Linked DNA regions of Mus musculus: all the other regions are linked to region 2. Evidence: chromatin contacts called from public HiChIP or PLAC-seq data. All regions are on one chromosome and are shown on one strand. The core of a region is the stretch at or near the end of the contact, and the rest is flanking DNA. Distances in the headings are between cores, read along the strand shown. Region 1 has its middle 33 kb from the start of Gm28231. Region 2 overlaps Snx14 (sorting nexin 14). Region 3 has its middle 15 kb from the start of Gm28231.

Evidence for each region. HiChIP or PLAC-seq counts read pairs in DNA pulled down with a chosen protein or histone mark.
Region 1: a contact with region 2 is called in a BATF HiChIP or PLAC-seq map of CD8 T cells, with 7 read pairs. The contact joins two enhancer-like sites. A contact is called at or near these places in 1 of 15 datasets of contacts at CTCF or cohesin (CD8 T cells), 1 of 484 Hi-C or Micro-C datasets (female germline stem cells), 3 of 115 datasets of contacts at active chromatin or transcription factors (CD8 T cells, the HPC-7 cell line and embryonic stem cells) and 3 of 9 other capture datasets (adipose tissue, liver and pancreatic islet).
Region 3: a BATF HiChIP or PLAC-seq map of CD8 T cells shows a contact between it and region 2, with 16 read pairs. The contact joins two enhancer-like sites. A contact is called at or near these places in 1 of 15 datasets of contacts at CTCF or cohesin (CD8 T cells), 6 of 484 Hi-C or Micro-C datasets (the HPC-5 cell line, bone marrow-derived macrophages, female germline stem cells and 3 more), 4 of 115 datasets of contacts at active chromatin or transcription factors (CD8 T cells, the HPC-7 cell line and embryonic stem cells) and 3 of 9 other capture datasets (adipose tissue, liver and pancreatic islet).

What each region holds. Positions count from the first base shown.
Region 1 is chr9:88,290,592-88,294,773 of GRCm38.p6, forward strand. No RefSeq gene overlaps it. Among named protein-coding and RNA genes, the nearest start is that of Gm28231, 33 kb to the left of the region's middle. Within about 2 kb of position 2,425, at least 18 of the 459 cell types and tissues checked have an H3K27ac peak or open chromatin away from gene starts, as enhancers often do. A contact at or near this core is called in CD8 T cells, where this site is marked.
Region 2 is chr9:88,378,502-88,382,425 of GRCm38.p6, forward strand. Snx14 (sorting nexin 14) reads right to left here. Exons shown (of 29, transcript NM_001359958.2): 24 at 3,577-3,700; 25 at 3,219-3,383; 26 at 2,981-3,076; 27 at 1,669-1,760; 28 at 1,009-1,065. Among named protein-coding and RNA genes, the nearest start is that of Nt5e, 53 kb to the left of the region's middle. Within about 2 kb of position 1,775, at least 95 of the 459 cell types and tissues checked have an H3K27ac peak or open chromatin away from gene starts, as enhancers often do. A contact at or near this core is called in CD8 T cells, bone marrow-derived macrophages and female germline stem cells, where this site is marked.
Region 3 is chr9:88,273,197-88,276,955 of GRCm38.p6, forward strand. No RefSeq gene overlaps it. Among named protein-coding and RNA genes, the nearest start is that of Gm28231, 15 kb to the left of the region's middle. Within about 2 kb of position 1,720, at least 131 of the 459 cell types and tissues checked have an H3K27ac peak or open chromatin away from gene starts, as enhancers often do. A contact at or near this core is called in CD8 T cells, bone marrow-derived macrophages and female germline stem cells, where this site is marked.

The DNA of each region.
Region 1 (4,182 bases), core at 1,175-3,674, 87 kb before region 2:
CATATGTATGAGTGTTTTGCCTGCGCAGGGGTGTATGTGTTTGTGTGTGTGTGTGTGTGTGTGTGTGTGTGTGTGTGTGTGTGTGTGTGTACAAAAAGAAGACATCAGGTCTCTGTGCACTAGAATTATGCTATTTATAAGCCACCATATGAGTGCTGGAAACTGAACCCAAGTCCTTTGCAAGAGCAACAAGTGCTTTTCTTTTTTTTTTGAGACAGGGTTTCTCTGTGTAGCCCTGGCTGTCCTAGAACTCACTCTGTAGACCAGGCTGGCCTCCAACTCAGAAATCTGCCTGCCTCTGCCTCCCAAATGCTGGGATTAACAGCATGTGCCAACACTGTCTGGCGCAACAAGTGCTCTTTACCACTAAGCTATCTCTACAGTCCACCATATATTTTGTTTTTAAAGAACTTGGGTGTCTCACAATCTAGAAGACTGGTCAAAAACTGAATTGTAAATGCAGGAAGCTAATGGAAAATCATGTCCTTCTTTCCAGTTTCTCCTTCTTCCCTCTTCTCTTTTTCTCCTCCTTTCATGATTAATAATAACATTAAGAAAGAAGGAAAGAAAGAAAGAGAGAGAGAGAGAGAGAGAGAGAAAGAAAGAAAGAAAGAAAGAAAGAAAGAAAGAAAGAAAGAAAGAAAGAAGATAACAAAATAAAGAAGAGATGAAATTTGAAAAAAAATATTAGGATTACAAACGAAACCTAAGACCCACATCAACGTTTGCAACTAGGCTGAGAAAAGTTACCTTAAATTCTATTTTTAAGCTCAAAGTACAATGTAAGTCATGGATTTGATATATAATTGGGACTTCTGAAAACGTACCATATAATAGAAAGGTAAAGTTAGACAGCTAGTGGTTGCTAGGATATTTGTATGCATTTGGAGGATGAAAAGAGACTTCTGCCACACTACCAGAAAAGGAAAAATGCCTGCAAAACACAGCCCATCTCCAAATGTGACTCGGGGTACAGCTTAAGGAACAAAGAGTCCACTGTAACCCAAGAAAGCGTTGTGTGGGAGGCACAAAGGTCCTTATGCTCACAGATGAGCACTAGGAGACAGGAATGTTAAACACACAGGTTGTCTCTTCAAAGCGGAGAATCCATAACCTGTTATTTACCCAGAAGGCTGGGAGCAGGCATGGTTAATAGCTTGGTGATCTGTATGGTAGGGACCACACCACATCCTCTCCAAGATCTTTATCATGTGCCTGTCAATCTATAAAACCTATCCTTATGAAAGGTGTCATATGTTCTTCACAGTGAGTGTTAATGTAGTCTCATCTTCAGCTTTATTGTACACACAGGATTGAGATCATTATCACCAGGAAAGCTTTCACCAAACTGTACTGTGCTTACAGATGCCTAAAATAAACTCCTCGGGGGTCAGACTCCTGAAGTTTGAACCAACACTGGCTACTCAGTTGCATTAGCCTGAGCAGCCTCCTGTAGGTCATTGCTCTGCTGGCCATGGCAGTCACAGTGACCCCACAGAGTTGCTGCCCACTACACTGTTTCTTAATGAAAACTCTGAAGGTCACAAAAGTGTGACTTTATCAGAATAAAGGGAAAGAATTTTCAATAATTAATAAGTTCTGTCCTGTTATAGAAACAAAAAAAGCGCATATTAGCCAGGCCTCAGGATAGACCAGGACAGACCACAGAACACACCGCTCTGTGAGTAACAATGTCTCTTGTGTCTGCACAGAGGGTCAATGTTCTCTTCTTTCTCAGCATCTGGGTATAGCAGAACTGCTTCTTTGAGCATCCAAAAGATACAGTGTAAGAATTTTCTCATAGTCAACAACAGGAGACAAAATTCAGGGTTAGATGTGTGATATAAGCCTTCATCCAGGGTGTGCCTGCCCGCAAGATGGGTGTCGTGAAAGCCACTTCTCTCTCTGGGCCTTCACCATCTCATACCCCACTCCTGATGATTATAGATTACTGGAGGAATGAGAATAGAGACCTAGCCAAGTGTGATGGTGCTGCTGTGATCTCAGCACTTGGGAGACTGAGCAGAAGAACCATGAGTTCAGTTCTGGGCCACCCTAGACTGTACACTGTCAAATGAGGGAAGAGAAAGGGAGAGGGAGGGGAAACTAAGAGAAAGGAGAGGGAAGGAATTGTCTAAATACTGGCTTCTGGGATAACTTGTATTGGTGATAACTCACATTTTATTTTTCAGCTACCCCACCCATCCAACATAACACAACTCAAAATCCCAACTTAGTTTATAGGCAACAGTGTCTGTTTTACAAAGGGCAGTTGGAGAATGTGTGGGTATCCTCTTAAATACCCAAAAGAGAAAGAAAAAAACTAAATCTGCTATCAATCTTCTCTTTAACTTCTGATGGCTTAACAGTGACCTCATAGCACCAACACAGAGGAAAACAGGAAGCATTTCAGAAATTACCTCAGAGGCAGTGAAGAGTAAGCATGGGGTAAGGTGGTGGTTAGTACGGACTGGATGAGTGTCCTTCCAAGGCATGTAGTCAGGTTTATCGTCAAATGTGTACAAACCTCTGCTCAGATTCTTCAAGCCCTTATTCCAAACACCTAGTATCAAGGCCAACTCCATGACTCATAAGATCAGAGACAGATGTGCTGGCTCAGAAATACAACCCAACAAGGACCTACTGGTAGGAATCCATGAAAGGCTTTTTAAGAAATCTACTTGGACATTTCAAGGATCCTATGAGCAGAAACAGAAGAAGAGGAGCTAAAGACTACAACCACCAAGAGCAACAGCTTGACTTTATTGGCATCCCTTTCTGTTTAGGGAAGTTGGTCCTTGAGTCTCAGCAGCAATGTTCCTTGCAGGTAGAAATGGCACTGTGAATGCTAAGTAAGAAGATGAAAGTGTCTTTGTATAGAAGAAATACATTACTTGGTATCACATAGGGTGCAGTATCATGAGGCTGATAAGCGTTAGGAACAAATAGACAGTCAGGGTTACAGGCCAAAGGGAAACAAACCATCTATATGCCTGGTGGAACCAGCAGCCAGCTTCCAGAACACCAGAGATTTTCCAAAGTTGTTGATCTTGCCATCTAATGTATTAAAATCCAAATTTTTCTGACTCATCAAGATGTAAACTAATCATCAGCCCTGTTTGGTTGGTTGGTTGGTTGGTTGGTTGGTTGGTTGGTTTTTCCTGATCTTGCCCAGCCTGAAAGACTTTTTGGCAGGCCCTCCCCTTCACTTGACTCATCAGCCAATCAGAATACACCACACACAATCAAATTAACCAGCCAGGTGAATTTCTGTTGGATGCCTAATTTCCATATGAGTGAGATCAAATTTGTCCATTCCCAGGATATCAAAATCCCTGTTGCAAAACTTACCTGGCAATTCACTTTCTGAACTCTTCCCTGCTGCTAGAAGCCAACATTTTTCTTTCCAACAGTGCCTTGGTCCTGTACCCTTTTTCTGTTTTCCTTGCTCAGCATTCTTTGCAATCATGAAGCAAGAAACTCAACTCCAACTCAGAAAATTGGCAACAATGCCATCACATTACTTTCAATTGACATAGGAAAGAGTAATATATGTGTCTATATGAGTTGTGGGGGGACACAGTGAGTGGATCAAGCAATGCTAAGAGAAGATACATTTAGGAAGTCAGTATATAGGTGTAAATTATTCTCCTGGTTTGCTATTTTGTTGTGGTTTTCAATTTTCTTAGAGTTTTGTTTTGTTTTATGTAACAAAGGTATATAACCCAGAAGACTTACTCAAACAGCAGACACTGATGTTTCCTTTGTCCAGAGTTAATTCTCCTATCAAAACCTATTGTACTGGCTGGTTTTGTGTGTCAACTTGATACAGGCTAGAGTTATCACAGAGAAAAGTGCTTCAGTGAAAGGAAATGCCTCCATGAGATCCAGCTGTGGGGCATTTTTTCAGTTGGTGATCAAGGTGGGGAGGGCCTATTGTGGATGGTGCCATCCCTGGGCTGGTAGTCTTGGGTTCTATAAGAGAGCAAGCTGAGCAAGCCAGGGGAAGCAAGCCAGTAAGAAACATCCCTCCATGGCCTCTGCATCAGCTCCTGTATCCTGACCTGCTTGAGCTCCAGTCCTGATCTCCTTTGGTGATGAACAGCAATGTGGAAGTGTAAGCTGAATAAACCCTTTTCTCCCTAAGTTGCTTCTTGGTCATGATGTTTTGTCCAGGAATAG
Region 2 (3,924 bases), core at 525-3,024:
AAAATTTGAAAAAAAACCCCTCTGGTCTCAATCCCCAACATCTCAAAAGTAATAAATAAATAATAAATAACAACAGCCTGAGTTCGGCCCCTGACCCCACATAGTAGAAGGAGAGAACCAATCCAGCAGGTTTTCCTGTGAGCTTCACACTTGCATCGTGGTGTGTTTATATATGTATGCAGATGGGTGCACAAATACACAATCATCAATTAAAAAAAAAGTTAAAAACCACACACACAGCAGAACTTCTAGGATACATGGGGGTGGGCTCAGTTGATGGCTGTCTATCTGAGAGGAGAGAGCACGGTCCTTTTAAGAGGGTAGCCACTGGTAGGCTGCTCATGCTTCAGTGGACGCCCCCACACCTATGCACATAAAGGCCACACTAACTGGGCTCAGTGGGTTATTTTAGAGCAAAGGAAATTGGGAGGGAGATTAGAGAGAGGGGGTCCAGAGGGAGTTAGGCCATTAAAGGGTAGATGGATAAGTACACGGTATACGTGCATGAAATGTTCGAAGAACAAAATTTTAAATTGTATTTAGAAAGAAGAAAAGTTCAACATCCTCAATATTAAATATAGTAAGAACACCATGCTCTAACTCCAAATCATTTTGTGTTCTTGGACTCACAGATCCATGTTGAAAAAACATTCGTCTCTGATTTATATAGCAGAAAATGTTGCAGATGATAATCTGAACAGCTAGGCCCATTCTGATGATAAGATTAGTCACATATTCAGCTGAAAGCACAGTAAAGGGCCCTTATCTGCTTGTATGGTAAGGAGGAACTAAGAACTTGAAGGCAGAGACTGGCCAGGGTCTGTTACCTCAAATCTAGTCTACGTCTGGACAGTCGTGTTAGATGAGGACACTACAAAAGGCCACTTGTGTCAAGCTGTTCAGCTTTCAAATGGTTGCAGTCACAATGGCTTACTACCATTTTCATCTCTGGTTAAATGTCCATATACTTTCCAAAGGAGAATGAAGAAATTCCTGCTTCCCAGTTACCTTATTTAGCTCTGGAAACAGCTCCTGTATCACAATGTCCAGCAACACATAGGTCAGCTGCAGCACAAAGACATGTAACAAAATGTAAGGAACTAGACAGAAAAGTTACAGGCACGGGAGCCAGGACCACGGTAAATCTCTACGCAAGTCAGCGGGAAACGTAACGGCAATGCAAAACACGCAAAAAGGTGTCTCTAACACCACCGACAATGCTCCATCCTTACATGCATAGTAGAGACCTTTGTGAATAAAATAACTGGCATTACTATGCTTCACCCATTCTATGTAAATTGTTTTGAACAAATTTTAAATAAACAAGTATGAAACTGATATTATATTAACATTTCAACAAAATATATAGCGACTATATATATAAAAATGTTAACTGGTATTCTTTGACTTAAATTAGCAAAATGTTTATACTATGTCAGAAATTTTCTAAACATCTAAAATTTTCTGGTAGAAGATATATTAACTTTAAGCAACCATGCATATCACAAAGAAGTAAGAGAACCAGCAGAAACAGTACATACAGATTTTCCCATCTGAACGTTTAGATTATTTTAATGATGGGCTAGATGTCGTGTAGTGACTCACACAGGTAATAAACCAGACATCCCGCTGCTCAGCAGCCACACCAACGCCCACCACCTCCCTTACCTGCTTGTTGAGCACTGGCTGCTGCAGGCCATCAAACAGGAGTCTGATGCTTTCGTACTTGGTTTCTTCACCGATACACTTGACTATCAGATCTAAACAGGAAAGCCACATATGAAACAGCTCACAGTGACTCACCACCAACCGCCTCTTAAAAGCCACATGCCTCCTCTGTTCACAGACACCACATAAAAGCTCCAAGTCAGTATTTCTCAAACCAGTTTCTACAAGAACCTCCTAGAAACAAGTCTCATGGTCGGGTCAAAAAAAAAAAAAAAAAAAGTAGTAGTTATTATTAATCCCCCTTTCAGAAGTTCACAATGCACAGGATATACTATAGTATATAAACCAACTACCACTAAGTGATAAAAGAGACTTAGAAAACATATTTTATTATACATCAGGGTAAAACAAAACCAATTTTTAAACTATGTATTTTGAATGATGTGTTGTGTTTGTGAAGAGAGATGTGCACCTGAGTGTAAGTGCCCACAGAGGCCAGAGAGGTGGGAGTTACAGGCAACTCTAAGCCACTAACTAATGTGATGGTCTCTGCAACAACAGCATGTGCTCAACAACCGAGCTGTCCCTCAGCACCCCAAACAACAGGATTTAAACTCCCTCTTTATATAGACACATAAAACCATACAGAAAAGATGTCTATGACCAGATATGCTGGACAGCTCTAATCTCACCATTTGGGAAGCAGAAGCAGGAGGATAAATGCAAATTTGAGACCAACCTGGTCTACACAGTAAGCTCCAAGCCAGCTAGGGTCACACAGCAGACAAATCATAAAGCCCTGATTAGTGTGTGAGTAGAAAAACCCGTGTCCTAAATTTTAGGGGTGAGCCTAAAGTCTCCTACAGGTAACACCAGCACTACAAAGACTGAAGCAAAAGAACTGTTGCAAGATCAAGGCTAGTCTGTGCTACAGCTCAAGAATCTATCTCAAACAGACAGTATTAGTAGTATCAACAAACGGACAAGTTACCTTTTCTTTTCTTCTCTTTTCTTTTCTTTAATTTTCTTTTTTTTTTTTTTTTTTCGAGACAGGGTTTCTCTCTATAGTCCTGGCTGTCCTGGAACTCACTCTGTAGACCAGGCTGGCCTTGAACTCAGATATCCACCTGCCTCTGCCTCCCAAGTGCTAGGATTAAAGGCATGTGCCACCACTGCCTGGCCAAATTACGTTTTCTAATGAGTTATATTATTTCTAAAATAAAAACTAACAATAACAATTAGTTTCAATAATTATACTGCAACTTCAAAGTGGTGCCAATCTATATACAATTGAGTTATTTAAATATCATACCTGGAATGTAATTCATCATTTCTTCAAAAGTCTGTTTTGCTCCTTTTTGCTTATCTTGGAGAGAGCGAGGTTCAGTATTTTCACAAAATATAGCATCTAAAAATGAGTACAGGAAATGTATACAATTATTCTCCAATTTATACGCAAGTATATTCTAGTAATAAAAATGCTGGTTTAAAAATACCTGGAAAAAAAAAAACACAAAGGTAGACCATGATACAGACATGGTCATACGAACCTCTGAGAAGGGTGATGAGGGAGACCAGCCGGTGCTCCTGAAACAGCTGCTCCAGCTTGCACTGGAGGTAGTAGTCTGTGTACATTTCCAGGGTGTTCTTAAAGAGGATTCGAGTTCCCATTAGAAGATGATGAAGCCAGTCTGGGACTTGAAAAACTACTCGCCCTGAGGAAGACCAATTAAGAATCAACTGAAATCTGTTGTCACTCAGAATGATCAATGAATAAAAGTAACAGTGGTCATGTTCAAGGCCAATGTAGTAAATCGGTGAAAAGAATTTCTTTCACAAAGTTGAGGCAGGCTGTATCTGAATCATGAGGCAGACTAACAAAGAACAACGTGGACCATTAAGCCTTACCTACATACATCAGGTAATCATAGACTCCGTCCACAGTCATCACCTCCATGAAGTAGTTCTGATTTTGCTTTCGCTCTGTGTTCTCAGCGCGGTTTGCATTATTCTTAAACAGATCGTTGAAAAGCTAAAGTATAAGTTGAAATAATAAAGAGACAAGTAGTTTATTGCATTTATTGACAGTAATCACTAACGTTAAAAGAATACAGCAAAATGCCACATTAGGAAAGTTAAAATCTGCTTTCAAACTTTCTCATTCATGACCAAAGCTATAAAAAAAAAATCCCACATATTTCTCTCAAAACATTAAATAAAAGCTTGTATTCACTTTTGCCATAACAGTTAATTTAC
Region 3 (3,759 bases), core at 470-2,969, 110 kb before region 2:
ATGGACAGATAGATAAAATAAAAAGAGTAAATTGACTTCAACAAGAAGGGAGACAGCTGGGGACTGGATTTCTATCCCTACAGCAAGTTTTCTTGGTGCATCATTAGACTCCAATGGCCAGCCTTGGAACAAGGCACAGAGATGTGACTTTGGTCTCTCAGAGTCTCTGTTCTCTGGGCAACACAACCCTTAGCTGGGTATGAATGAATCACATCCTCAGGAAATGACAGCTGTCTGTCTAGATCGGTCTCTGGAAAGTCTGAAGAAACAACGCTTGTCCGCAGGATTGATGCAATTCTAAACCACACAGTTACTCAAAGCCTTGCAGGAGGTGTGCCCAGTCACTGGCTCAGCCTGGGCAATGCTGAGTCTGTTCAGGAAACGGGTAAGCCAGCTTAGAGCAGAGCCCTTGCTTAGTGGGTTGACAGCTTGCTTCTTGATTTTTTGCTTCAACAAATTGATGTTGAGGAACCATTCTGAAGCAAGGCAGTAAAGCTCCAAGCTGGGAACCCAGCTTTAGGGGGGTAGCATACGTGATATCACACTTCTCTTTTTAAAATGTATTTATTTTATTTTTCATTTATTTGTAGGTATGTGTGTAGGTATGTGTGCATGTGCGTGCGTGTGGTGGTGATGGTGGTGGTGGTAGTGGTAGTGGTGGTGGTGGTGTGTGTGTGTTTTTGTATGTGAGGAGACAAGAAAAGGGAATTGGAGCTGGAGTTATAGGCAGCTGGGAGATTCCTTTCATGGAGTCCTGGGAACTGAAATCCCACCCCTAACCACAGAGCCATTTAAAATATTTTTTAAAACTTACATATCAAAGTTTATCCAGGGAGCACTTTGATTGTGTAGCAGGAAGACTGGAGGTTCAGAACACTAGTCTAGGGCTAACCTTGTTCTGAGAGAACAAGGTAGTGTTTTTATGCTCACATATGCCACATGGGTAGGAAACTGGGCATCACTGGGAGAGCTGAGTCAATCTGGCTGGCAAAGGTTCAGGAAATCTGGATGAGGCCTGTCTGCACTGTGCACATAAGTAACACTCTCAGGCATGGGCAGGGTTTTTGTTTATCTTCCAAGCTGGCATGAATCCTGTGGGGAGCCAAGTGGAGTCACAGTGTGGTCTGAAGCAGGTCACATTAACCAGTCACTCCCCTCAGCCCTTGGTTTGCAACAGGTCTAAATAAATAAATAAATAAATAAATAAATAAATAAATAAATAAATAAAAGTTTGGCAAAGAATTCCAGAAAGGGATCTCAGAAGACAACGTAAGGAAGGCTCACTGGGGCTTTCCAGTCAAGCTGAGAGACTCCCAGGTGTCAGCCTCAATCCAGCACAGAAAGCCCTCAGCAAGGCCAGGTAGAAACATTCATTTGTTTCTCTAAGCTAAAACAATACATCCTTCTAGGTCACAGTTCCAAAAACTGCAGACCAGACCATTTCCCGGGAGTCTGATACAAGCGTGCTGCTATAAATTAAAAGTAAACACAGTGGGTTTAGTGAGACACAAAGCTTACAGAGAAAAGTGGGAAGCCCTCATCAGTGTTAAGGGGAAAAGTATAAACACGGCTTTGACTCAAATCGAGAGAAAAGGTGGAATCAAAAGCCAAGTGGTTTGAAATCTGGAAACTTCCTTTCTAAGGAAAGGTTTGTCTTACTAAGTTAATGTTTTACACACTTGTGCAAAGTCCAGGGTATATGCTAGTCCACATGGACATGTCCAGAGCTCCTAAGATCCACATAGTTCTGCCTTTGGTGACAGCACCCAGCTACTGGGTACTAGCTGTCATGCTCTCCTTGAATCCACCCACTCTCAGGCCCCTTAGCTGCCTCTTCTCTTCTGTGAGAGCTTCCTTTGAGCGTCTTCAAGCTCTAGACAGAGGGAAGGACAGCACAGAGGGCATAAGAACATTTTACACTGACACAGCTACATAAAGTGAGGCTTGGCAAGTTTATATCCTCTATGTAATAACTTGCTCCAATGATGGTCATGAAAGCCTCAAAGTTTAAATACAAATATGTGCACATTCTTAAGAACATAAAATGTATACCTAAAGACCTTTGTACATATAAAATCTGTATACTTTATACTTTGAGACTAGACAGATTGCACAGAGGTTAAGAGCACATACTGCTCTTCCAGAGGACCAGTTCCCAGCAACCATGTTGGGTAGATCACAATTGCCTGCAAATAACTCCAGCTCCCAGAGGATCTGATGCCTCTGGCCTCTGAGGACACTAGTGCTCACCTACACATACATATACATAATTAATAAAAAATTAATCTTTAGGGGGCTGAAGAAATGCTTCAAAGGCTAAGTCCACTGGCTACTCTTCCAGAGAACTGAGGCTCTATCCCTAGTAATCAGCGCATAACTGTCTGTAACTCCAGTTCGAGGGTATCCAATGCTTTCTTTTGGCGTCCATGGGCACCAGGCATGCATGAGATACACAGACACACAAGTAGGCAAAACATCAGTGGTGGTTTTAATGATGATACCCCCCCACATTGGCTCATATATTTGATTAGTTGATCCCAGTTGGTGTAGCTGTTTGGGAAGGATTTGGAAATGTGGCTTTATTGAAGGAGGTATGTCAGTGGAGATGGACTTGAATGTCTTTAAAAGCCCACACCATTCAGTTATATCTCTGTGCCTCATGGTTCTGACTCAAGATGAGCATCCAGCTACTTCTCCAGCACTATGCCTATCTGCCTCCTACCATGCTCCCAGCGATGATGATCATGGACTCAAACCCTCTGAAACTATAAGCACCAAATAAACACTTCCCATTTTAAATTGCCTCAGTCATGGTGTTTTATCACAGCAACAGAAGACTAACTAAGATAGTACCCTTACACATAAACTAAAATAATCTTTAAAAACAACAACAACCTTATGAACACCAGAAATAGGAAGAAAATGCTAGGAGTAGATCAGCCGGAACAATGAGTGGTTCCAGCAAACACGTTAGCCATGGTCTCTTTGCTCTTGTGCTCTTCAGTTATAGCTGTGGCATGTTGAAGTGGAGGGGAACTGAAAATAACTGAGTATTTGACGATAACAACCTGTTATTTTTGGAACATGGTGATTGAGTTGAACACAATCAAAGTACAGTGGTGACCAATCTCCCTTTCTTCTAGGATGAGCAAACAGATGATTAAACAGTGATGTCAGTGTCCTTGACCACACTCAAATGAGCAGCTGTCTAGCTGCTGCCTCTGCTCAACTGATGCTGTGTTTTGATTGTAGTCAGAAGCATTCAAACACAACAGAGTTGGTAAAGTGTTATGGGAGGAGGCTTGCTTGCCTCCACTCAATTGACATTGTATGAATCCAGAGGTTGTGCCTGTGTGTGTGTGTGTGTGTGTGTGAGAGAGAGAGAGAGAGAGAGAGAGAGAGAGAGAGAGAGAGAGGGAGAGAGAGAGAACAAGAGACAGAGAGAACAAGAGAGAGAGAACAAGAGAGAGAGAACAAGAGAGAGAGAACAAGAGAGAGAGCGAGAGGGAGCAAGAGAGAGAGCAAGAGAGAGAGTGTGTGTGTGTGTTGGAGGGGTTATAATCAGTTTTAGCTGATGTCTGTGCAGACATTGAATATGTAGAATTGTGCCACTACTGGAAGAAAATTCTATCCAAAAAAATGGCACAATAGTAACAGGAGGAGGAGAAAGAGGAGGAGGAAGGGAAGGGAAGGGAAGAAGAGGAGCAAGAGGAGGAGGAGGAGAAGATGATGATGATCACAGATTTCTCATAAAGAAAG